Linked DNA regions of Mus musculus: all the other regions are linked to region 5. The links are chromatin contacts, called in public Hi-C and HiChIP or PLAC-seq maps. All regions are on one chromosome and are shown on one strand. Each heading gives the region's core, a stretch centred on a gene start, on an enhancer-like site or on the middle of the called end of the contact. The rest is flanking DNA. Distances are from core to core; before and after follow the strand shown.

Region 1 (4,357 bases), core at 1,436-3,935, 870 kb before region 5:
CTACTTTGTCAACCTTCCTACCATGCTGATCTCATGCAACTCTAAAAGAAACAGAGTTTTAAGAAGTCATTTTCTTCAAAACTGCTGGAGTTTAGATGTCCTTATTGCCTTATTAGTTTTATGGCTTCTGGAAGATCTACTATGATTGCCCCTGGAAAGTAGGCCCTTTTCCCAGAGGATATAAGGGGACGAAAGAATCCATAGCTGCGGCAGTCATACATTTCTGCCAAGACTTTTAAACAAAGAAGAAAAACTCTATTTGTCAGTCAGAATGATCTGGTCTAAGCAAAAATGAGGGCCTGTTTAGAGAGATTCCATCAAGAATAGTCATTTGGACTCCAAAAATATGCTTCAGAAAACACTAAATTAGTTTTGTCAAAATATAACCTTTGTCCTCAAAACAATGTTATTCTACATAGCATCTGTCTGTCTGCCCATCCATTACCCCAACCCTTTCACTGAGGCATTCAGCAAGAATTATTGAATTTTTACCGTGTTCTAGGCATCATACTGGACTGTGGAACTAGAGATTGGGGGGAAAAAAGACACAGCTATATTCACAAGGCCAGTGTCCTAGAGAGGAGACAAAATGGTCCTAAGAGAGGAAACAGACTTGAATAAATTGTTACAATCAAATAAAACAGCCACTGTAATGGCTGGGAAGAGAGAACACGTGGGAGACTGGATATAAGAGGATTTTGTCCAGGATCCTACTTGGAGCTCAGCAGACGACAGCTTTTTCTGTCCAAATGCCTCTTAAAATTCATGGAAGACTTACTGTCTGAGATCCATTTATTTTCTTTCTTCTCTTGAGATGTACAGGATTAGTAGTGCTATCTTAAGGAATTCACCACAGAGCTATATGGTTAAGGTGTTCTAAGACCATTTTCAGAGGAAAGTGTGCTCATTGGAGAAGGTGAGTGAGGAGAAGCAGAAGGGGACATGTTGATTCTGGAGAAGTGGGGTCAGTTGGGGGGGGTAAATTGGGAGGCGGTTTTACCCTTTATTAGAAATAATGATAAAACTTTCCATGGTAACATATTAATGTGCAAATGGACAAATGAAACTGTGTTGGCTGGTTTTATGTCAGTTTGACCCAAACTAAAGTCATCAGAAGGAAGGAAGCTTCAACCGAGGAGATACCTCCGTGTAATACTGGTTAGCAGGCACACCTGCAGAGCTGCAGTTCTCAACCTGTGACTCAAGACCCCGTTACACACACACCTCTGTATCCAAAAGGATTTGCATTATGATTTATAATGGTAGCAAAATTAAAATTATGAAATAGCAAACAAAGTAATTTTATGGTTAGGGGGTCACTGCAATATGAGGAACTGTGTTAAAGGGTCCCAGCATTAAACAAGGTTGAGAATTACTGATATAGGACATTTTGTAATTAGTGATTTATGGAGAAGGGCCCAACCCATTAACCCCAAGCTAATGCTCTTGTGTTTTTATAAGGATGGGAAAGCCACGAGGACCAATTCAATAAGTAGCATCCCTTCATGGTCTCTGCAGTAGTTCTTGCACTAATTTCCTTCAGTGATGATTATGATGTGGAAGTGCAAACCAACTTACCTTTCTTCTCCAATGTACTTTTGGTCATGGTGTATCATCATAGCAATAGGGATCTTAACCAGGACTGGCACTATTGATTAGATAACAAGTCCGATGTAATTTCTTATACGCTTTTTTTTTTTATTTACATGTAGTCACACCATATATTTGACATATTTCAAATTGATTCTGACGGTTGTTTGAATTCACTGAAGTGGACCACGGCTCAGTGAGAAACTAGAGACACTCTTAAGCTGTTTACATGCCTCAAAGATCAGAGTTAAAGTCAAGTTCAAGGCATCACCTCAGGTACAAATTACTAGAAAGTAATTTGCGTCTGTAAGTTAGGTTTTGATATCTTTAGTGCCATCAGCTATACGAATGTTGATGCTTTTATGTTGGCACAACCTGTAATGACCTGGAAAAGCGTATTTTTTTAAAGCAAATATTTATTTTAGTTTTAATTCTGTGTATGTGTCTTTGTGTGGGTGTGTACACCCATGTGCCAGTGTGAGCAAAGGCCAGAGGCATTGCATCCCAGGAAGCTTGAGACATAGGTTGTTATAAGTTGCCCAAAATAGGCACTGAAAATCAAAATTCTGTTCTTCTGCAAGAGCAGTCTGTACTCCTAACCTCGAAGCCATCTCTTCAGTTGCTGTGAACAGAATCTTAATGAGAGATGATCTAGATCAGGTAGGCCTGTGGGTATGTCTGTGGGGAATTGTTTTCATTTTTAATTGATTGGTAAGTGGGAAAAGCCAGCTCATTGTGGGTGGCACCATCTCATGGGCTGGGCCCTGAACTGTCTAGGAGTGAAGAAAGCTAGCTGAGTCGGCAGGGCAAGCAAGCGAGGATCTGTGCGTTTATTTATTTTTCTCTGCTTTGTTCTGTGGTTGTGATGCTTTAAGTTCCTGCTTTGAGAACTTGAGTCACAGTCCCCGAGAGAACGGATTGTAACTTGGAATTGTAAGCTGACTAAGGCCTTAATTTTTTTTTTTATTATTGTTGTTGTTCTGGAGATTTGTCACCGCATCAGAAATGAAACTAGAACAAAGAGTGACACCCAGAGATGCTCTCTATTTCCCAATATCCAAGTGAGGACTTTCATATTAAGCTCTTCCCTCTATTAAAGTAAATAGGACCGCATCCAACACTTGCATATGGGGAAATGCCCCTACTGCCACACAGCACTTCTGTAAACTCCCAAAGGGAACCTTAGAAGATTTAGAAGCTGATGTCTCATTGCAGTTCTTCTGAGGCTGTGGGAGAGCCAACAGAACGTGGCAAGAATCTGTAGCTGGATATCTTATTCATTAGAGGTAGAGGTTTAGGATCCAGGAGTGCATATTCTAGAATCTATAAGATTAAGGTTAAGAATGTGCCAGAGAAAGCCATGTCCCCTGGATTCTATAGTTTGAAATGGCTGCATCTGTCCGTGTAAGCTGTCACTAAATTCTAATAAATTAGAATTAAAAAAAAATACCAACCACAATACATTCAATAGTAATAGATTCAGGGGAATTGTTTGCTGACGGTTCCCCATCACTAACTGCATGCTAAAGTCCTCAATTTATTTTGTAAGTCATGTCAGTGGCTGAGATGCCAGTGGTCTTTCTGTTAAAGGCACTAAAGCCATTAAGAGTTTATTAAACCAAAGGGGTTGAATGAATTTTACGTTAAGTAGCTCAAAAAACAAAATCAAGTCTTACAATCTGCTACCTATGTTAAAATTTTCATTGAATGTAGTTGGATGTTGGCCATCACGAGTTTGACTTCAAGTTGTCAGGGAACATTTGGTGGCTTGGTGCTGGACCCAGAACTGTTCAGAGAGGGTAATTATTTCCTCAGAAGTGTCAGCAACCATTTATGAGCTCATGTGTGTTCCTAACGACATGCTGCAATCAATGTATGTCTTGACGACTTTCTTCAGAAGTGCTTAATCATTATTTACTGATTTTATTTAATTATACCTTTCAAGTTGAAAATATAATGGACCAGCTGGGCCTTTTTACTTATTAAGTATAGAAACAGTCTCCTACCTGTGATGATTCTACTTACTATTTTTTAGTTTTCTTTTCTTTTTTATTTAAACATTTTTATTAGATATTTTCTTCATTTACATTTCAAATGCTATCCTGAAAGTCCCTTATACACTCCCCCCTCCCTGCTCCCCAACCCACCCACTCCTGCTTCCTGGCCCTGGTGTTCCCCAGTACAGGGGCATATAATCTTTGCAAGACCAAGGGCCTCTCCTCCCAATGATGGCCGATTATGCCATCTTCTGCTACATATGCAACTAGAGACACGAGCTCAGGGAGTACTGGCTAGTTCATATTGCTGTTTCTCCTATAGGGTTGCAGACCCCTTTGGCTCCTTGGGTACTTTCTCCAGCTCCTCCATTGAGGGCCCTATGTTCCATCCAATAGATGACTGTGAGCATCCACTTCTGTATTTGCCAGACACTGGCATAGCCTCACAAGAGACAGATATATCAGGGTCATGTCAGCAAAATCTTGCTGGCATACGCAATAGTGTCTGCATTTGGTGGCTGATTATGGTAAGGGTCCCCGGTTGGGGCAGTCTCTGCATGGTCCTTCCTTCTGTCTCAGCTCCAAACTTTGTCTCTGTAATTCCTTCCACGGTTATTTTGTTTCCCATTCTAAGGAAGGACAAAGTATCCACACTTTGGTCTTCCTTCTTCTTGAGTTTCATATGTAAATAATCCCATTAAAAATGGGGCACAGAGCTAAACAAAGAATTCTCAACTGAGGAATACCAAATGGCTGAGAAGCACCTGAAA
Region 2 (4,282 bases), core at 1,414-3,913, 930 kb before region 5:
CTTGGGCTGGGCTAGGGACATACCATTCTGAAGGTTTGCTTATTTGTATAGACATGGTGCTTCCCTTGTGCTTTACATTCACAGGCACGTATTATACGTGGGCAGAGTCAACATGTTCTATGTATATAGGACACACGCATAAAGCAATGAGTCACTGGAATGGAAGCTTTTGTTCCAGATCATCCTGAACCATTGCTAAGTTGGCCATGAGGCCTTAGAGAGCAAAACAAACAAACGAACAAAGTAAATAAATAAATAAATAAATAAATAAATAAATAAATGGGATGCTAGGAAATATTTGATGAAAGGAGAGGGGTGCAGACTGGAGAAGACTGGAGGAAGAGCAGATATTCCCCTTCCTGTGCCTCAGTGGGTCATGTGATCCAGCCATTGAGCTCTGAGCTTACTGTCAGAGACCTTTCACCCTCTCGCATCACTCTTTTTCTTGTCTCTCTCTCAAGCAGGTTCTGAGACACCTCCTCTCACTAGAGGAATGGATAACAGCAGCTCTTCCTGATAGTAAAATGTAAGAGGAGAAAAGGAGGAAGACTATGGGTTCCCTTTTCTTGATCTGATTTGCTCCTTCTTGCTGGGAGGGTTGGCACTATATCGATTTCCTGAGCACCAGTCAACTGAGGAAGGATGTGAGAAAAAAATGTGCCAGAAGGGAAAACAGAGAAAAGCTAAGAAATATCAGGAAGTGGTTGATAACATTATAGCACACACACACACACACACACACACACACACACACACACACACACATGCTCACACAGATGCACACACACACACATGCTCACTCAGATGCACACACACACACACACACATGCTCACACAGATGCACACACACACACATGCTCACACAGATGCATACACACACAAGCTCACACAGATGCACACACACACATATGCTCACACACATGCACACACACACATATGCTCACACACATGCACATACACACATGCTCACACACATGCACACACACATGCTCACACAGATGCAAAAAACACACACATGCACACGCACACACACACACACACACACACACACACACACACACACAGCCTCTCAGACCCTTTGCTTTTCTTCTCCCTTGAGAGAACCCTGGTAGGTCCTGGCCATGTTCCTCGGGCAAACTGTGTTTCACTGAACTTCTCTTTGAACCTCTATAAAAAGCTGAAGGGACATGAAGGGACAGTGGCCCTTATTCCTTACTCATCAGAAATCATCAGAGATTTAATATTTTCCCTTTGTTTAAGTTTTCAGGTCAGTTTCTTGATCTGAAGCATAGGTCTTCCCTTCTCCAGGGGCCTTGAAGATGACATCTCCTTTCAAGACTATAGGACATCTTAATTTGTAATAGAATTGCATGAATGAGTTGTGGTAAGGTTTTTGGCAGAGTCTAGGCAATAATGGTTTCATTGTAACATGAATCATTGTGATGCTGCTTCCTTAATACAATTAACTCAAGACAGCACTTATTGTTGGAATTAAGTGATTTCCTCCACAAAGCTCTCCGCCTTATGTGGGCTCCAGGACAGGGCCAGGGCACTGTTAGCACAGACAGTGTCTTTAACAAGTCATCTTCTTTTCTCTGAAGCATAGGGAAAACAAAAACTTATGCTCTCTCACAGTCTTCCCATAGAGATCATCCCAGGATTTCAGAGCATTAGTAGACGGAAGAAGGCATATAGAAGTCAGTACACCAAGAAGGAAAACAAGGAAACATTGAGAAACATCACCTCTTCTGAGTGAGGGCTGAGGGCTACGGATGCTGGTAGTGTGTGTGCACCATGGTCCAGAGCTTGGCCTACACTGTTCTCTAAGGTCATCTTGCTATAAATACACGTGTTGTGGTGGGACACCCCATAGAACAGCAGTGCAGGCCTGGAGACACACTCACAGTGCAAGGCTTTAGTGGAATTTGGGTGACACAGCTTTGTTTTGTTGTGACATGAACCTATGTACAGTATTGTCCCAGAGTCACATCAACAAAAAATGCCATTTCCACAGTATGTTTGCTTTTCACCATAGGTAGACTTGACAATACTTAAAATGCTGTGAACTTTAACTAGGACTTTAGCTAAGAACTTAAAGTCTAGCAGACAACTGGATGCACAACATGAATAGCAACTTCTACTTTGAGTTTTCTAAACAGGGAAACTTAAATTTTACCTTTGCAACACTGGACTGTGATGCTGTCTGTTCCTTTCTGTTGCAAGTCAGTATCTGATGAGAAAAGGCTAGGAGGTTTACGACTGAGCTTCCAGTCGTAAAGAAAATAACTTTATGGTTGGGGTCACCACAACATGAGGAGCTGTATTAAAGGGTTGTAGCATTTGGAAGGTTAAGAACCATTGGGTTAAAGGAAATAGAGCTGAACTGGGAAAAGTGACAGGACTTTTCCTAAGTACCCTTTTTGTTTAAGGCATTGTAAACCAGTTTCAAAGTACAACAGGCCCCCCTTTCCTACGGTTTGATATTCTGGAAACTTAGTTCTTGTGGTCGGCCACCATCTGAAAATATTAAGTCGAAAATTCCTGAAATAAACAATTTGTAAATGTTAAATACATGCCATTTTGAGTAACAGGATGACATTTTGAACTGTCTCTCTGTGGAGTCCAGGATATGAGTCATCCATTTGTCAACGGTATCCATGCTCTATATGCTACCTGCCCATGAGTCACCTAGTAGCCATCTAGACGGTCAGATGACTATCACACTGTCTCTGTACTTCTGCTTAAGTAACTCCTGTTGTAGCCCAATGCTACGTGACATCTCTCCGTCATTCACCTCATTGTCTAGGCATTTTTGTCGGGAAATGTGAGCCCAGAGCAAAAAGATATTTGAGACAAAGTGACATCTTACATAAGTTTCATTATGGTATATTGTTTGAAATTGATCTTTTTTGATACTGTTATTAATCCATTACTGTGGCTAATTAATAAGTTAAACATTGGATCTATGTATGTGTGTATAGAAATACACAACACACACACACAGGATGTGATATATTTTCAGTTTCCAGTACTCACAGTGGGTCTCAGAACATGTACCTTCCATGTAAGGAACTTTATTGGGTTTAACATGGTAATATACTTCTTGTTTCTTATTTAAAAAAATATGAACTTGTTATGGTAGTGTCCACTTGTAAACTCAAGTGGACTCTTAAAAGACTGAGGCAGAAATATCATTAGTTTAATACCAGCCTAGGTGACTTAGTAGGTCTCTGTTTCAAGATAAAAGTTGAGAGAGACCCAGAGATATGATCTCACAGGAGAGCACTTAGTTCAGCATGCAAGAGACCCCAGGTTCAATCAGTACTGGCCTCTCAATCACATAAATTGCTGAACTTGATTCTTTCCAGCATGGCCACCTGATGTTCATATAGGACACCTTTCACCCTGAGCAACATCCACAGAGCTGAGTAAACTCGTCACTATGTTTCCTATGATAAAGGTGAACATATAAAGTAGGGTGGGTTTTAAGTTATTATAGAAAGTTTCAATTCATTTTTGTTGACTAGGATAGACATAGAATTCCACAAACTCCACAGAGCAAGGTCAGTCTCTCTTTCACCCCTTCCCACAGCCAACTGCCTTTCCTTCCCAAAGACAATCATCCTTACAATCTTATTTTGTTGTTCCAGGGATGGTACATTTAGATCCTTCTAAAAACAGCTTCTATCTCATAACAGGTCATGAAGATCAACCTTTTTGCACTGGGGAAAGTCATTGGCCTCTCTTTAGCAAAGAGATAGAAGCTGAGCTCAGGTTGTTCTGACTATGCATCACGATGACTTAGGAAAGCAGGCAGAGCCAAATTTGCTTTTCGAGGTTAGGAAAAATGGTAACTACAGGGGACATCTTTATTTACCCTATTAAATAGGCCATGACTGGCAGAAGCCAATGCCCTCACCAGAGACCAGAGTTCCTATCTCATTTTGTCCACTACACATAGACATGCAACCAACCCATACGTCTTCTCTGGGACCAACTGGAGTTTCAGTGTGGGTACACATTGCTTTTCTACTTAGAAATCATGCTTAATTTTTTTTAAAGTTTTTTTATTTTTTTATTTATGAGTACACTGCAACTGTCTTCAGACACATCTGAAGAGGGCATCAGATCCTATTACAGATGGTTGTGAGCCACCATGTGGTTGCTGGGATTTGAACTCAGGACCTCTGGAAAAGCAGTCAGTGCTCTTAACTGCTGAGCTATCTCTCCAGCCCCATGCTGAGTTTTGTGAAGGAACAAAATTTTTTATATTCTACTAGCA
Region 3 (3,941 bases), core at 243-2,742, 910 kb before region 5:
CTATCAGAGTGGTCCTGGGGATTCCAAACTTTTAGGTGCCATAAAAATACCAATGTTTAGTAATGATTTACTGGTTTTTAGAGGCAAGTTACTTCTAGGCTGCTGAGGCTGGAGCTGAGAGAAAGCAGGGAGTACCGGGATGGCTTCAGGGGCCCTTCGCGTTGCCTCTTCATTGGTTTTTAAGTAAGCCACGAGCACAGTCAAATGAATGCTCTTCCTTTTGAATGAGCTTGGCCTCTGTCACGGGGGCTCTTCCGTCTTTTCCTGTTAGTACTCAATTTATCTTCATCAAGTCCCAAGCAGGAAGGTCCAGATGTTATGACTCTTTGTTTTACAGTTTTATCATTTACAGGAAATTCAGACACAGGAAAATAGTGAGGAATTCAACCCAGAAGGACAGGGCCCATCTATAGTTGGGGCCCAAAGGAGCAGGAAGCCCTAGCTCACGGTGTCTCTATATAGGAAAGGGTTGAGACTATAGTGCAGTATCCCTTCAGGTAATTTTTGTTTGTCCTTTTTTTTTTCAGATCCCTGTAATATATTAGTTCACTGTCTGTGTAAATCTCAAAACTTGCACCTGACGTTGTTATAGATCTGGATGGAAAATATCTAACAATTGAGAAAAAGCAGCCTGGGATTTTCAATGGCCAGATTAGATTTCAGGATGCTCAACATGTCACACACACATGTACACAGACAGACACACACGCCTGCACACACACATAGACACACACACACATACACAGACAGACAGACACAGAGATACACACACACATGCCTACACACACACATGCCTGCACACACACATATACACACATATTCACATATGCACACACATATACAGACACACACACAGACATACACAGAGATACACACACACACACACACATATGAACACACACACATACACATACACACAGACACACACACATGCCTGCATACACATATACAAATATGCACACACATATACAGAGATACACACATATGCACACAGACACACACAGATACACACACACTCACAGACACACACATATACACACACATACACAGACACACATGCCTGAACACACACATATATACACACACACAGACATACACATATGCATACACATACACAGACACACATGCATACACAGAGAGATACATGCATACACACACACACACACACACACACACAGAGGACACACCATGTCTTGTATTTCACTCTGTTTCAGTCTCTGTGTGGATTGGGGAAAATGACAAGTTTGGTTTCCTTCAAGTCTAACTCAAATGTGCTCAAGTAAAAACATCAAAAACATGGTACACAAACAAGGGTGAGGCCCACAGCCGGAGTTAAGAGATCTTCTTTACAGGCACAGAGGCTGAAAAAGCATCAGCATTCGCACAGCCTATCATTTAGTGAGCAGAGATCTCCTTTCTGCTCCCTTAAACTCTCAACTCTTGGCCGCAGCCTCCCTAAAGACTCACTGGATCTTGCACAGCTGCTAAGGGACAATGTAAGTTGTCTAACAGTGAGCCAAAGTGAGCATCAAAATGGAGTTAAGGAACTTCAAGGAGGAAGCTTTCTGTTTGGTTTGTTTCTCTTATTTTGAAAGGCAGACCCACCAACCTAATGGAGACATTTTGCCATTCTTTCTAATCACCCTCTTTCTTTCTGAATCTGCGTTTTCCTGGAGGGTAGATAATCTCTGGCGCTGTGCTCACTGGCTCAGCTCAGCTGAGCTCTGTTCCCTGGAGTCTTGCTAACTGTATAAACTTTCAGTTCCTCAAGTCTAATGCTGGCTCACCCAGGAAAGAAAAAAAAAAAAAAAAAGCAAATTGAACAATTAAATTCAAGCTGTAGCTTCCGTCATGACTCAAGAACAGAAAAATGTTTTTAAGAGCCAGCAGTACATAAAGTACCATTAATAACCCAGAATTTATGATTTCCCATTGGGGGCCCCAAACAACATCATTTTGCCCAACTCTATTATGATACTGGATTGGAAAAGTTTCTCAAAAGTAACCATTTGATCCACTCTTCACCCAAGGCCGAGAATTTTGAGAAATTCTTTTATAAAAACGAAAGAAGCTGGAACCCTCTTTCTTTTATTCTTGTCTTTTCCATGCCCACCCCTTGCCTCTTTTCCTTGGCTTAGCTGCCCGGTTGCTGTGTCAGCATGCTGAGATCTGTGCAACACTCCCACCTCAGGAATTTGAAGCCTGGTGCTGAGTCTTTTTATTTCTTTGAGTTCAAGCTATGGATTTTTGTATTCAGAAAGTCTTAGAGGCTTATGCTATAGGCCCAGATTTTCATTCTTTGGCTGCATGGATAAATTAGGCCATTTTGGGAAAGTCCTTTGCAATCACATTACAGGGGCCGCTTGACTAGAATATCCCTGAAAACATTAAGGATGGTTTCTTACAATATACTGAGAAAAGTCCATGCTAGCCCCCCTCCCCTAGTGTGATGTTTCTAATGGAGTAAATAGTTGGACGATGGTTAGAAAGTCATAGAATAATTGATTTGAACACTCCAAGTAAATATTTCTCAGGGCAAGCTCACACTTTTAATTTCCTAAGAAGAGGGCTCCATTTTCCTTTCTGCCTAGAAATCATTTCCAAAATTGTATATGCAGTCAGAGCTTCAGAAACCACTGCTGGGTCTTGGGGGATGCAAGTTCGTGGGTTAGTTGTCCTAGAGCTTAGATAAAATAGAATGTAAGTAAGAATTATATACAAAATAAACCTTTTTCTCTGTTGGGATTAATGACTGTAGTTAATTTAAATGCTCAATTGGAATAGGAAACTACCATGGAGACTACATCATTTATTTATTTATTTATTTATTTATTTATTTATTTATTTATTAAGCTGCTCCTATATATTCTTTTCACAGCCCCACACTGCAAACAACATTGTCCCCATTACACAGGCAAAGAAACGGTGGCCTGGACAATATGATAAATGCAGACACTGCGGCAGTAGTCATTCTAGGAAGGTAGGTGTGACTCTGTACCTATCCTCTCATCTGATGTAACATGTTGCCTCTGTGGGCAGATGAGTGAGGACACTCCTTTGATATCCATGCCATGTGTGTTTCCTTTCCATGCCGAGAAATGGCTCCTCTAGTGGTCTGAAGGTGTGGAGAGGCATTCATTGCCCTAGACTCAAGCATCTGGTAGGGAATTCTGATGATGGACTTCTTGGAGATGTCTGAAGGCTAAGGGAGGGTTTGAAGGGGCCACTTTGACAATTCGGCCAATGGCAAACTGTCTGACTTGAGAGGAAGAGCAGACACATCCTGGCATTGTTGTGGCAGGCAGAGTGAAGCAGGCAGAAACACCCTGGGACTTTCAATGTGTGGTTTCTCCTCATGCTGCTGAGAGTTCAAAACTTCAGAAAACTGTCAAGATGGCTTGAGGCAGGTTCTAGACACCTGTGCCCTTACAAAATGGAAAGACCCATTTTCAAGGATTCATCATTTCCCTTCAGAGCTCCTGGTTCTGCGGTGGGACTTATTCTCCCCTCAGGCATTATGGGTATTCATTCTCCCTCACTGGAGTTCCTTCTGGTAAGCGGTCACTAAGAAAGAGTCTAGTCAATAATTTCGCCATTTACAGCAGTGAGTTTACTGAAGGACTCTCAGGAATCAAGCGAAGCTACCATATGAGGATGAGGCTGCAGAGGCAAGGGAAGTTTCTTTGTGCTCCTTGATGTATAGGACCCAGGGAGTGCCTATTCACAGCCTGATGGGGAAGGATGCTCCTCAGGGGAGGGGGAAAGACTGACTGAGATGATGAAAGATGACATCAGAGTGTATCTCCAGAAAAAAACAGATCAACACAATAGGGAGTTCCCTGGCTGCCACCTTTCAAATCACACAACAACAGGTGTACATTTAAATGAAAATTGATGGGGGTGTTGGTAGGGATGGGTTGCTATCACTAGGAATATTTTCT
Region 4 (4,176 bases), core at 969-3,468, 830 kb before region 5:
TAACCCAGCTTCATTTTCTACGCTCCTTTGTTCTGGGAGGGCTCATGCTGCCAGCTCCCACCCAAGACCTTGGAATCTGGGTAAAAGACGCACAGACAGCTTCGTTTCTTTATAACTTTCCTACTTGTCACAATTGCTGAGTGCAGATATCTCCCACCTAGAAAAGCTGCCCTTACCAATTTATTATTTTGTTTCTCCTCCCTCCCTAAACTTAGTGGCTTGTTTCACTTAGCCCCCGCCAAACATTCTTGGCCACCTGTCTGTAGTGGAGGCCACAGGCCCTAGTTCCCCCCATGGCTTTACATGAGTGCTGCATCTTTTTTCCTCCAAAGCATGGCAGAAAAGCCGCTCTCCTTCCTTTGAATCTCTCTTTTCCTCCTGGAGCCGGGTAGTCCCACCTGTACACTCTGCCCAGCAATTGCCCTCCCACCCCCATCCCCCACCCCCGATTCTATATTGACAAATCAAGAACCAACTCTGGAAATGGGGTTAGCATCAGAATCTCTCCTTACAGTATTCCTTAGTACTTCTCATATTCCAGGAAAGAGACCTATTATAGAAGAATGGAGGTTGCTTTGGGCATCTTGAAATCATGGCTACTACAACACTCAATGCATCCGTTTGTCATTTGTCAGAATGAGACAAGTCTCACGTAATGCACATAAAGTACCACAAGTATATAGAGCAGAATCAGAACTTTTCTCTAGGATGGTATGTGTCTACCATATAGTTTAATCAATATTTGATACTCTATTGGGAATCTATATATGCTGATAGCACAATAATTCACTGAGCAGCATTAATCTGTATAAACTTTACATGTTGAAAACAGTTTGGTCCTCAAATCTGATAGTTTGCCAATTTTCTGAGCAGGGGAAATGGACTCCAGGAGGCAATATAAGTATATGCACAGAGTACATACGGGTATATATACGTCTAGTTATTTTGTGCTATTCAGAGGAGAGAAGCCAGAAGAGTTTTGCAGTAAAATACAATCGGAACAGGGAATTAGGCACAAGTTGCCTGTAGTGTGTCCACATTTTTCTTATTTATCAGGGTCCTTGCAGGAGAACATTTACATGTGCTATTGACTCCCCAATCAGCGTATTTCTGTGAATGAGATGGTGCACTTTCGTAAGTACTGCCCTGGTAACCTGCAAATGATGAAGATCGATTCAGACTGGAAGTTCAATACCCTGTTGGGATGGAAGTAACTTCTAGGGTCTAACAGGCAATCTAATTATGTCCACTGAAAGAGCTTCTGTGGATTTACCTGAGAAGAAGAAAAACAAAAGATCTGCTTCCTGGTTATGTAACAGCTTCATTTGAAGCAACTTCAGAACTCTCCGGAGAGTTCTATTTAGAGATGTTCCCATTCCTGTTTCACAAATGGTAACAAGCCGAGGTGTTCTGAAGGAAATTGACTTGCCCGAAGTCTTAGGAAATCAGTTGAAGCACAGGAAAGTTACTACAACATCCCCCCAAAGTCCTTAAATGTCTAAAATCAGACAACCAAGCTAGGTAGAAATTTTAACATGATATTGCAGTTCTAATCCTGATACCCACTTATTGTACTTTATTAGTAGTGCTGCCATTTTCTTTTCAGAATTCTCCAATACTATCATTTTAAAAACCTCTAATAGAACTCCTAAATATTCTATAAGGCAACTGAGTCACTGTAGATTCAGAGAAGCTATGTTTGAAGGTTTTAAGCTTAAACATTCTTTTTTTTCTTAATTGTTAAGTATAAAATTGAATTATTTGAGCAAAGTGATTTTGTGATTCTTTCAATCCCATGTAGGAAGTATTATATTATGTAGTTCCTCTGAACTTCTTAGGAAGGGATGTTTAAGACACCGTTACTTCTTATCTGAAGTCCAGTTCTAAGAACTCCAGAACCCTTGAGCCCTGCTCACCACACTGTTACCAGTAAAGAAGAAGTCAGAGGATGCCAGATATAGCTAAAGGAAGTGAAGGGCAAACCCCATAACACTGTCACAGTATGGTTTAAGCTCCAGTGAAGAAGAAACAAAAGTTGAATCCTGTTAAGGAAGGAAGAATAAGGAAGAGTGGAGAGAATGTCCAAACGATCCAGGAGAAACTGGGAACAAGTGTGTGCCGTGCTTGCTCTGATGGTGCTGGCTAGTTCCCACTGGGATATCACCTATGTAGACATCCATGTAGACATTTAGGAATGATGATCGTATTACACATGGATTTAACAGCAATGTAGTCCAAAAACTGACCACATATCACACGGATGCTGGAGGCCTATGAGATAAGCCTCTAAACTGTGCATTTTCATGATTTTTTTTCAATAAATTGCTATCAAAGTAGAACAGTTTGGAAATTTTCTGACATTAAGTAGGAAAACATAGAACATTTTGAAATGGTGAATTTTAAATTAGGAAACAACAGTGAAGTATCTAGAGGGACAGAGTATACCAAAGGAAACCCACAAACCGCAAGCTAAGACGTTGTTACCCTGTGGACTCACCAAGACAAAATACTTCCCCCTCAACTAGAGCTGCTTTTAGCTCGGTACTAAATACCCACTGTACTAAAAATGTAGCTGCTCTGTTTTTCCAGCTTTTGTTTTTCTTCCTTGTCTGCTGCAGACTCATGTGAGAAATGAGAACTAAATATTTCCCGGATTACTGAGAACCAGAGGTTAGAATCTCCTGAAGACAAGTTTCCAAAACACATGGCTTTGCTGCTTTTTGATGCTATCATATAAATATAATGAAACTCAAATCAAGCAAGGATGTCCTGCTTTGGAACTTTAAATGCATACATGAGAAATATTAACTGTTAATATTGTGATTTTGCTAGAAGCATTAGAACTGGCTGCCTTACACCAGTTCTATTATTATTGTTATTATTATCATCATTATTATTAGTTCCATCACTAGTCATTGGCTAGCTGCTAACTTACAGCTTGTGACATAGCCCTCATTCCATTTTGACTGAATATTTACTTTATTTTATGTGTATGTGTGTGTGCACCTTACATATGTGGGAGTCTATCAAGATCAGAGAAAGACTGGATTCTTCTGAAACTGGTATAACAGACAGTTGTGAACTCTCATTTGGCCATCGAGACCTAAACCTGGGTCCTCTGTAGTAAGAGCGGTAACTGTTCTTAATCTCTTAGCCAACTCTAGCACCCATGCCAAGCTCACAATGCTCTCATTGGATAACCAGCAGCCAGAAAATAGCTGTTGCATTTAGTCATATGCTACATAGAGAATGGTTGAATGAATAAAGTAAGAAATTTACTTTGTCTTGACAGTTCTAGAAACAGTGTCTTGGAGTGAATAATAATCTAATAGCAAGGTTCTGTTTTCTGTATGTTCTAGAACGTGGTCATTAGGTATTGCCTTTAGAAGTCTGTGAAATTTTCAGGGAGGAGATGTTTACTCTATTTGAACATTGACATAAGTGTATGGCCTACACTAGCTAATTGTATTCTTTGTGTGTATACTGTTTACAGGATTTGTGAAATCAAATCAAATAAAATGTATTATCATATCTAAGGAGGGAAAGCACACATGTTGTAGATGGTGCTAGTGATGCCTGTATTTTGATGTTAATTCCACTTTCCTAGGAGGGGTTGTCTGGAGGAAGGAATGAGTCACATACTCAGGTGATCTCGTGAACCTTCCCCTGAATGAATGAAAGGACCAATCACTGGGTGAGTAGGCGGGACTTCCAGGTTAGATAGAGGAAGAGAGGAAGTAGGAGAGAGTTAGGGGCTTTTGGACTGGGATAGCATGAGGACAAGATGGAGCTGCTAGTGTCTCACGGTTTCAATGGCAGATCTACCAGGATTTGCCACCAGAGGACTTAGATTTAATATGACTTACAAGATTAGGATTCTAGTTCTTGCACCCAGTGATTGAGTTACCATTGCTTCTGAACTGAGTTTGTGTTGTGTTTTCCTTCATGTGGCAGTTTGGCTGAGTTCCAGAGAGAAGGGTACGGAGGCAAAGTGTGGGTTTGCCAGATGTGTACCACAAATGGCCATGGGCGTTTTGTAGTTTGGGGCTGGCGAGGTAGTGACCTGCCAGTGGGAACTTAGTGAGCTGGAGAGATTTCCGGAGCTCTGGGCCAGAGAATCTGCTGAGATGAGAATACCCTGCTGATGCCATGTGGACTGACGTAGCTCAGAATATT
Region 5 (4,002 bases), core at 1,064-3,563:
TTGTTTTCTCCATCTATGGTAATTGAGAGTTTGGCTGGATATAGTAGCCTGGGCTGGCATTTGTGTTATCTTAGGGTGTATATAGCATCTGTCCAGGATCTTCTGGCATTCATAGTCTCTGGTGAGAAGTCTGGAGTAATTCTAATAGTCCTGCCTTTATATGTTATTTGACCTTTTCCCCTTACTGCTTTTAATATTCTCTCTTTATTTAGTGCATTTGTTGTTCTGATTATTATGTGTCAGGAGGAATTTCTTTTCTGGTCCAGTCTATTTGGAGTTTTGTAGGCTTCTTGTATGTTCATGGGCATCTCTTTCTTTAGGTTTGGGAAGTTTTCTTCTATAATTTTGTTGAAGATATTTGTTGGCCCTTTAATTTGAAAAATCTTCATTCTCATCTACTCCTATTATCTGTAGGTTTGGTCTTCTCATTGTGTCCTGGATTTCCTGGATGTTTGGAGTTAGGATCTTTTTGCATTTTGCATTTTCTTTGATTGTTGTGCCCATGTTCTCTATGGAATCTTCTGCACCTGAGATTCTCTCTTCTATCTCTTGTATTCTGTTGCTGATGCTTGCATCTATGGTTCCAGATTTCTTTCCTAGGGTTTCTATCTCTAGCATTGTCTCACTTTGGGTTTTCTTTATTGTGTCTACTTCCCTTTTAAGGTCTTGGATGTTTTTGTTCAATTTCATCACCCATTTGGTTGTGTTTTCCTGTTTTTACTTAAGGTCTTCTACCTGTTTAGCAGTGTTCTCCTGTATTTCTTTAAGTGAGTTATTAAAGTCCTTCTTGATGTCATCTACCAGCATAATGAGATATGATTTCAAATCTGAACCTTGCTTTTTGGGTGTGTTGGGGTATCCACGACTAGCTGAGGTGGGAGTGCTGGGTTCTGATGATAGTGAGTGGTCTTGGTTTCTGTTAGTAAGATTCTTACATTTGCCTTTTGCCATCTGGTAATCTCTGGAGTTCATTGTTATAGTTGTCTCTGGTTGGAGCTTATTCCTCCTGTGATTCTGTTCCCTCTATCAGCAAACCTGGCAGTCTAGCTCTCTCCTGAGTTTCAGTGGTCAGAGTACTGTCTGCAGGCAAGCTCTCCTCTTGCAGGGAAGGTGCACAGATATCTGGTGTTAGGACCTGCCTCCTGGCTGAAGATGAAGGCCTGGAACAGGGTCTGTCCCAGAAGCTGTGTTTCTTCTACCTGTCCCAGAAGTTGTGTAGCTTCTGTATTCTGTACTCTTTTCTGTGCAGACTAGTCTCTGAGGGATCCGGGACCCAAGATCTCTATATTATCTCTTATCTAACATCCTCTGCTGGCAAATCTCTTCTTCCTAAATTTCACTTCTACTTCCTTGGTTTTTTTGTTTATCTTTTTTCCTTTTTGTTTTTGTGATCCAATGGTTTGAGTTAGAATTGTCCACATCAACATGAGTCGTACCCCTGAGAATATGGTTGCTCTCCTGTGCCCATGCATTTTACATAGCTCAGGAGTCCAATAATTCTCTATATGTCTGGAGTTTCAGGAAAACTTCTAATTATTCCAGCACAGCCTCCAGAGTTCAGTGGTTACCGTCGCATGTTGCCACAAACAACCCCTTTAAATTCTTTAAATATTTTCATCTTCACACATTTTAAACATTTTATTTTGTTAGAGACAGGCTTTATAGAGTCCAGACTTCCCTGAAACATGCTGTGAACTGGAGATTTATGTTGAAATCATGACTCTTCTGTTTCCACCTTTGAAGTGCTGGGATTAGAGGTCTATTTAGCTTGATTTTATCATTTCTCCTTGTGGTATGGTAGTACCTCTCTTGAGCTTGACAATTCAATTGGATGTGATCAGGGAACTGGCAAGGTTTTTGCTTCATTACTGAGTGTCAAGGGTGGGATCAGTGATTGTTATAGGTTTTTTAAATTCTTTTTCTTGCCCTATTTAAAGATGTCTTCACTACACCTGGTGTGCTAATGATTTTTCATAGTAAATGTGCACTGGGTATTGTCAAAGGCATTTTTGTATCAGTTAGTGTGATCATAGTTTTACTTTATTCAGTCTGTTGATATAGAAATGCTAGATTTTCAAATGTTGTGCCAATGTGTATACTTAAATGGTTCTATCTGTACAGTGCTGCAGAATTCTTATTGTACGTTTTGAGATTTTTTATTTGCTAATCCATGGCTGGAAGTTTCTGGTGACAAAATTTGACTTACAATTTCATTAGTTTAATTTTTCCTATCTTCATATGAACTGTGGGTCTGTGGTTTCCTTTCTTGATCATCTGTCTCTGAATCGGATGTTAGGAAAATGCTAAGCTCACAGAATGCAGTAGGAAGGATCTCTTTCACTTCCTCTTTCTAGAAGCATTTGTGGAGAGTTCCTGTTTGTTTATGTTTGTTACATAATGGCGTTTTACATGTAGAAAACTGTTAATGTTGCTGAAAGCTCCACATGAGTTTAAGAATTAACAGATACTTGTTTGGAATGAAATTTTCCAGAAAAGTTAAATAGAGGAACGTGAGATGACTCAACAGGTATGGGAGCTTGCGGCCAAGCCTGCTGACCCTGAGTTATCATGTTAGAAAGAGAGCAGACTTCTTCAGGTTGTTCTGTTGACTCTAACGTGTGTGTGTGTGTGTGTGTGTGTGTGTGTGTGTGTGTGTGTGCATACCTTGCCAGGTGCACTGAGCAATATGTATCATGCTACACTTGATCTTGACACACAATGAAGTAATTCTTCTTAAAAAAAGGAATTGCAGTATTTGTGAGATTGTTCAGTGGGTTTAAGTACTGAACATCAAGCTTGATGATCTGAGTTTGAAGACCTAGTTGGTAGACTACTGTTCCTTTTTCTCTGACATCCTCATGTGTATATGAGAGATGGGAGGTTGGTAGAGAATATAATTAAGTTAATTTGATCATATGGACTGGTAGTTCTATTGAGATTCACTGTATCCTTTACAACCTCACAAGTAGCTATTGTAGATATAGAGATGGACCCAGCACAAGGGGAGGCTCTAACACCTGACACTATTACTGATGCTATGGTGTGCTTACAGACAGGAGTCTAGCATGGCTGCCCTCCGAGAGGCCCAATAAGCAGCTGAAAGTCAGATGCAGATACTTATACCCAACCAATGGACAGAAGTCGGGAACCCCTGTGGTTGAATTAGAGAAAAGCTGGAAAAATCTGAGGAGGAGAGTGACCCCATCTGAACACCAGCATTCTCAACTAACCTGGACTCTCAAGATCTCTCAGATACTGAGCCATCAACCAGGCAGCATACTCCAGCTGACATGAAGCCCATGAAACATATAAAGCAAAGGACTGCCTGGTCTGGTCTCAGTGAGAGAAGATGCTCCTATCCCTCAAGAGACTTGAGGCCTCAGGGAATTAGGAAGTCTGGTGAAGGGAAGAGGTAGGGACATCCTTTGGGAGACAGGGGAAGAGGAATGGGATGAGAAACTGTCGAAAGGCAGATCAGGAGGGGGATAATGATTGGACTGTATAGAAAAAGATTAAATAACAATGATGATGATGATATGATTATGCTATATTTTTGCTTATGTATCCATTCAGTTCTGTCTATTCTTGTTTCTCTGTTTTAAGAATAAAGTAAAATATCTCTTGGCAATGTGCAAAGGGATGTTTTGTGGGTGGTGTTCTTATATCAGTCAGGAGCTGAGCAGATGGCAGTCATTTGTTCATCCTACCTTGATGCCTGGCAAGGTGGCCAAATTTATTTAATGCCTAGGATGCATAAAAATCAAATCAAATCAAATCAAATAATCAAATTCAGGCAGCCCAGTGAAGGAGGAGGAAGACAGGCAGAGACCTGAAGACTGCCATGTCACGAGGTGTGGGCAGGGAAAGATACCCACAGACCTGCCCTCTGGCTCATGGCACAGGGAAACCAAAGCCACACAGTCGCCTACCACGACACAGTGGAGCAAGTAAGATGGAAAACAGAGACAGTCCTGTGGACTACCATGCCATCCACATACTGCA
Region 6 (3,857 bases), core at 1,251-3,750, 550 kb before region 5:
ACAAAGTCTTCAGAGATTTGAATGTGAAAGACAAAACAATAAATTATTGATTTTCCCTCTTTTTTGTATTTCTAGGATGTATATATTCATTTTACAGTGAATATTGTATATATTCATTTTAGAGATGTTGGTCAGTCTACTGTTGTTAACACAAAAGTCATTTGCTAATTGCTTTGTGTAGTCATGATGGAGATGCAAATATCATGCTTATAACTGATGGGATAGAAGGGAAGACAACAGAGGAGCCATCTGCTAAGCAAAGTAGAACACACCTGTTGGTCACACCTCTTTCCACAGGTTTGTGATTTATTTGGATTGTGCCCCATGCTAATTCTCTCAATCAGGAAAACATTATAGCTATTATCAAATCAACCACAATTCTTTTCCTTCCTTTTCTCTTCCAACCACCAACTCACACCTCCCATAGCCTGTGACAGACACTCACTGTTCATAGTGGTGAATGAGGTCTCTCAGGGTGTTAGTTACTGTCATGTTTTGATTGTTTGTTGGAAGTACCCAGACTTTGTTTCATCTTTGGTGCCCAGACATTGAAATGAAATGGTATGTCAGGAAATCCAGGTTGCCTTTATAACAAAGAGCATGTTGCCTCTTTAGGGAACAAAGAAACAGTCTGAATAGCTATTCAGTTGTTTTGTAGTACTTCCAGCCTTGGGGAAAGCAAAAATCTGGCCTGACATTGAGAGTGGCCATCTCTTTTGTGGCCAGTACTGGAATGGTTAATTGCTTTGCGGTTCTCTTAAGAAGACAACAATGAGCAAGCCCCTGCTACTGGATCACAGCCTAAAGCAAAGCTGACAGATCGCACTCTGCAGCTGAAACAGATGGTTGCTTACGGGGCTGACAAAGCGAATGTAAACTGTAGGGTTTTCACCCTCTGCTGCAGCCCCAAAGAGGTGAAAAGAACACCTTCTTTTTGGAAGGACACACACACACATACACATACACACACACACACACACACACACACACACACACACACACACACACACACACACACTGCACCACCACAGCAGCTGAACACTAACATGCTGTCCCTCTCCAGCAACTATTGCAAAATCTTCAGCCATGTGAGATTATGTTCATGAAAAACTGAGATGTGAAAAATGTGGTCTTATGCCTTTCCAGAAACATGAAGCATAATGGGCTTAAAAATATTGGAAAGACAGGGCAGAAGAAAAACACTTCTACCTCTAATCTGCTTCTGACTTATTTTCAAAGCATTCGTTTTTAGGACCTAGGAAGGCAGAGAATATATTCGTAGGTAGGAAGGTGTTGTATGATTTCCCAAGGCAATCTTCCTCAGAAGAATTATAAAACCAGATACCTGTCCTTTGGCTCAGAAGTGGTTAAACATGTACTATGAGAACTAGCAGTATGCCTTTTCAGGATGCTGACAGAGAGGGGCAGAAAAATGCCCAGGGATATTCTCATTGACAGCAAGAAGCAGGAATGAGAAAACAAACACACAAAAATTGCAACAACAACAACAACAACAACCACCACAACAAGAGCAACAAAACAGAAGGAGAAGCCAAATCACGTTAAGACAATCAATGACTGAAGTCAATCTTCTCTTGTGGAACCATCTTATTTTAAAGATAGGGTCTCACTAATGTCACCATACGTAGCCCTGGTTGGCCTACAACCTACATTGTAGATATGGCTGACCTCAAACTCACAGGGACCTTCTATCCTCTGGCACAGAGTGGTGAAATTAAAGGAGTGTAGCATATCAATAGGTGGGATTTTCCTTTGAATGGATATTCACCTTTCCCAATGAATCCTCAATGCAGCTCCAGCATCGTCTTCAACTCTAAAGATATTTAAGCACTCAATTAGCTCCTACAGTCCCAGAGCTTGCTCAGGATCACAGATGCTTGACTATCAGAGACTATTGGAAGATCGAACTGTGTGCTACCTGCTCTCATGCCTAAGAAGACTGAGTCTTATCCTGGAATGGAAACTGTAAAAATGTTGCAGGCTCAAACCTGGGCTTGCTAAGATTTTCTTTTATTTTCTTTTTTGGAATGGTGATGGCTGAGGGGAGACGACCCCTTTGGTAAAGGGCTGGCCATGTGAGTATCTGAACTGGAGTTCTCAGTCCCCATGTGCAGAGCTGAATGTGCTGCCTGGATCTGCTGCCTCAGTACTGGGGAGCCAGAAACAGGAAGATCTGGGACTTGCTGGCCAGTCAGTGTAGGCCAATTGGTGAACTCTGGATTTAGTGAGAGACCCTGACCCCCATGGCCCACTAAAAGCCATGACCTAGCACAGCTGCAGAAGACATCCAACACACACTAATACTCACACATGAGTTTGCACACAGGCACGAAGGAAATGATGTCTAACAGTTTCAGTGCTCCTTAACCAAGAAAATGAAACTGTATTTTGTAAAAGTTTTGTGAAATGAGCTAAGTGTTCTGTGTGGAGTCCACTTTCCTCACTAGTTTCCTATTCTATTTTTACAGGTTTTTTTTTTCTTCCCCTTTCCACTGAACTGACAAGTTCCTCTTTTCTAGTCCACTGTATAATCCAATTCTTACTTTTCTTACTTTGGCAATCCTTTTGGTGCCTGTCCCACCTCTCCCCCTTTCTCTCTTTCTCATTTGGTCATCATCTGCTCTTTTACCTGGGGGCTTCCGTTAACTCACTGGGTACAGCCTCTGCCTGCTGAGTGTGTTAATGACCCCTTTAGCTTGCAGGTCCTGGATGCAGCCACTTGCACAGTCTGGTCTGCTTTTCTTTCAATGCATGTCTTTGAGTCTCACATGAGGCCACCTGCATGCCAAATGACGTCACCATGCTCCAGGCCCATTGGGGTGTTTCCTAGAAGAGTGAATTGCTGCTCTTTCTCTCCCAGGTGTCTCGTTCCTACCTCTTCTGTGCAGGCCTGCGGTTGTTTGTTCCGACACAACTCTTAGAATTGGGGAAAGGGCTTCATTTCCCCTGAGCTCATTGTCTCTTGGTAGATACTTTTGGCTTTTCCTTCCATTAACCAAACCAGTTCTTCATTTCATATCTTCCTTTCACATTTTCTCCTGCCACAGATAACATATGTATCACCCCTCCCCACAATACCCTATTTCCCTTATTTGCCTTTCTGTCTTCCATAGGATTGTGTTAGCGTGGCATCGTGGTTGGTGGACCAATGGCACACTTTCTGTTGCTGTTGAGAACAGGTGAAAGCAGGCAAAGGAGATATTATGCTGTATGATTCTCTGTCTCCTGTCTTCAAGGGCCTGGCTCTGCTCTCTTTACCATTGTCTCTGTGTGTAAATCCCTTTTTAGTTCATTCAGTCCTCTTGTCCTCCAGCTTTTCCTACAAGCTCTTTTTGTCACTGGCACTGAAATGTTCACTGCTGAGACATGTTGCCTCCTGTGTGGCTGTGTGGCATATTCTCTTTGTCTTTTTCATGTTCACACCAGCGAAATCAAGCTCTCTGTGTTTGAAATGTAAACAGTGCTTCGTGATGTTCTGAGTCATCAGCTCTCATGCCCCTCGTTACACATAAACTGTGATTCCTCAATTTAGACTCTTTAACTTAAATGCTGTCGATTAACTGATGTCTATTTCTGGCAACAGAGATGGTTGTCATCCAGTTGAATGCTTTGCCCTGAAGGAACTGACCTGCAGAGTCTTATTCTCCTAGCATGTACCAATTCAGTGACTCTACTGGGGGTCTCAAAAAGCGGGTGTGCCAAGGGATGCAGTTGAAGTCCATCCATTGCCAGGCTTCAGGGTAAACTTAGAAAGCCTGATAAAAGCTATGAGCGAGGATACCCTATGCTGTCTTCAGTTACTGAGAAAAAATAATCTTTACAAATATTTACTTGAG

What was found. HiChIP or PLAC-seq counts read pairs in DNA pulled down with a chosen protein or histone mark. A called contact is a pair of places that touch in the nucleus more often than the background predicts.
Region 1: a Hi-C map of bone marrow-derived macrophages shows a contact between it and region 5, with 11 read pairs. The contact joins two enhancer-like sites. A contact is called at or near these places in 2 of 484 Hi-C or Micro-C datasets (bone marrow-derived macrophages and embryonic fibroblasts).
Region 2: a contact with region 5 is called in a Hi-C map of the G1E-ER4 cell line, with 2.0 times the contacts expected there. The contact joins two enhancer-like sites. A contact is called at or near these places in 3 of 484 Hi-C or Micro-C datasets (the AML12 cell line, the G1E-ER4 cell line and bone marrow-derived macrophages).
Region 3: a contact with region 5 is called in a RAD21 HiChIP or PLAC-seq map of pro-B cells, with 9 times the contacts expected there. The contact joins two enhancer-like sites. A contact is called at or near these places in 1 of 15 datasets of contacts at CTCF or cohesin (pro-B cells), 1 of 484 Hi-C or Micro-C datasets (the C2C12 cell line) and 1 of 115 datasets of contacts at active chromatin or transcription factors (large pre-B cells).
Region 4: a contact with region 5 is called in a RAD21 HiChIP or PLAC-seq map of pro-B cells, with 10 times the contacts expected there. The contact joins two enhancer-like sites. A contact is called at or near these places in 1 of 15 datasets of contacts at CTCF or cohesin (pro-B cells), 3 of 484 Hi-C or Micro-C datasets (ECoMG-derived neutrophils, bone marrow-derived macrophages and myeloid progenitors) and 2 of 115 datasets of contacts at active chromatin or transcription factors (the 230-238 cell line and large pre-B cells).
Region 6: an H3K27ac HiChIP or PLAC-seq map of microglia shows a contact between it and region 5, with 5 times the contacts expected there. The contact joins two enhancer-like sites. A contact is called at or near these places in 1 of 39 promoter capture datasets (macrophages), 1 of 484 Hi-C or Micro-C datasets (bone marrow-derived macrophages), 1 of 115 datasets of contacts at active chromatin or transcription factors (microglia) and 1 of 9 other capture datasets (macrophages).

Annotation. Positions count from the first base shown.
Region 1 is chr10:17,516,984-17,521,340 of GRCm38.p6, reverse strand. All of the region lies in intron 3 of Gm32543 (a long non-coding RNA gene), which reads left to right. Among named protein-coding and RNA genes, the nearest start is that of Gm32656, 140 kb to the left of the region's middle. Within about 2 kb of position 2,685, at least 47 of the 459 cell types and tissues checked have an H3K27ac peak or open chromatin away from gene starts, as enhancers often do. A contact at or near this core is called in bone marrow-derived macrophages, where this site is marked.
Region 2 is chr10:17,583,447-17,587,728 of GRCm38.p6, reverse strand. The region is part of intron 3 of Gm32543 (a long non-coding RNA gene); the gene reads left to right. Among named protein-coding and RNA genes, the nearest start is that of Gm32656, 74 kb to the left of the region's middle. Within about 2 kb of position 2,663, at least 40 of the 459 cell types and tissues checked have an H3K27ac peak or open chromatin away from gene starts, as enhancers often do. A contact at or near this core is called in the G1E-ER4 cell line, where this site is marked.
Region 3 is chr10:17,557,987-17,561,927 of GRCm38.p6, reverse strand. All of the region lies in intron 3 of Gm32543 (a long non-coding RNA gene), which reads left to right. Among named protein-coding and RNA genes, the nearest start is that of Gm32656, 100 kb to the left of the region's middle. Within about 2 kb of position 1,492, at least 69 of the 459 cell types and tissues checked have an H3K27ac peak or open chromatin away from gene starts, as enhancers often do. A contact at or near this core is called in pro-B cells, where this site is marked.
Region 4 is chr10:17,483,448-17,487,623 of GRCm38.p6, reverse strand. No RefSeq gene overlaps it. Among named protein-coding and RNA genes, the nearest start is that of Gm32656, 170 kb to the left of the region's middle. Within about 2 kb of position 2,218, at least 89 of the 459 cell types and tissues checked have an H3K27ac peak or open chromatin away from gene starts, as enhancers often do. A contact at or near this core is called in the 230-238 cell line, ECoMG-derived neutrophils, bone marrow-derived macrophages and 1 more, where this site is marked.
Region 5 is chr10:16,650,967-16,654,968 of GRCm38.p6, reverse strand. No RefSeq gene overlaps it. Among named protein-coding and RNA genes, the nearest start is that of Gm20125, 440 kb to the left of the region's middle. Within about 2 kb of position 2,313, at least 39 of the 459 cell types and tissues checked have an H3K27ac peak or open chromatin away from gene starts, as enhancers often do. A contact at or near this core is called in the 230-238 cell line, ECoMG-derived neutrophils, the G1E-ER4 cell line and 3 more, where this site is marked.
Region 6 is chr10:17,199,909-17,203,765 of GRCm38.p6, reverse strand. No RefSeq gene overlaps it. Among named protein-coding and RNA genes, the nearest start is that of Gm20125, 110 kb to the right of the region's middle. Within about 2 kb of position 2,500, at least 110 of the 459 cell types and tissues checked have an H3K27ac peak or open chromatin away from gene starts, as enhancers often do. A contact at or near this core is called in bone marrow-derived macrophages and microglia, where this site is marked.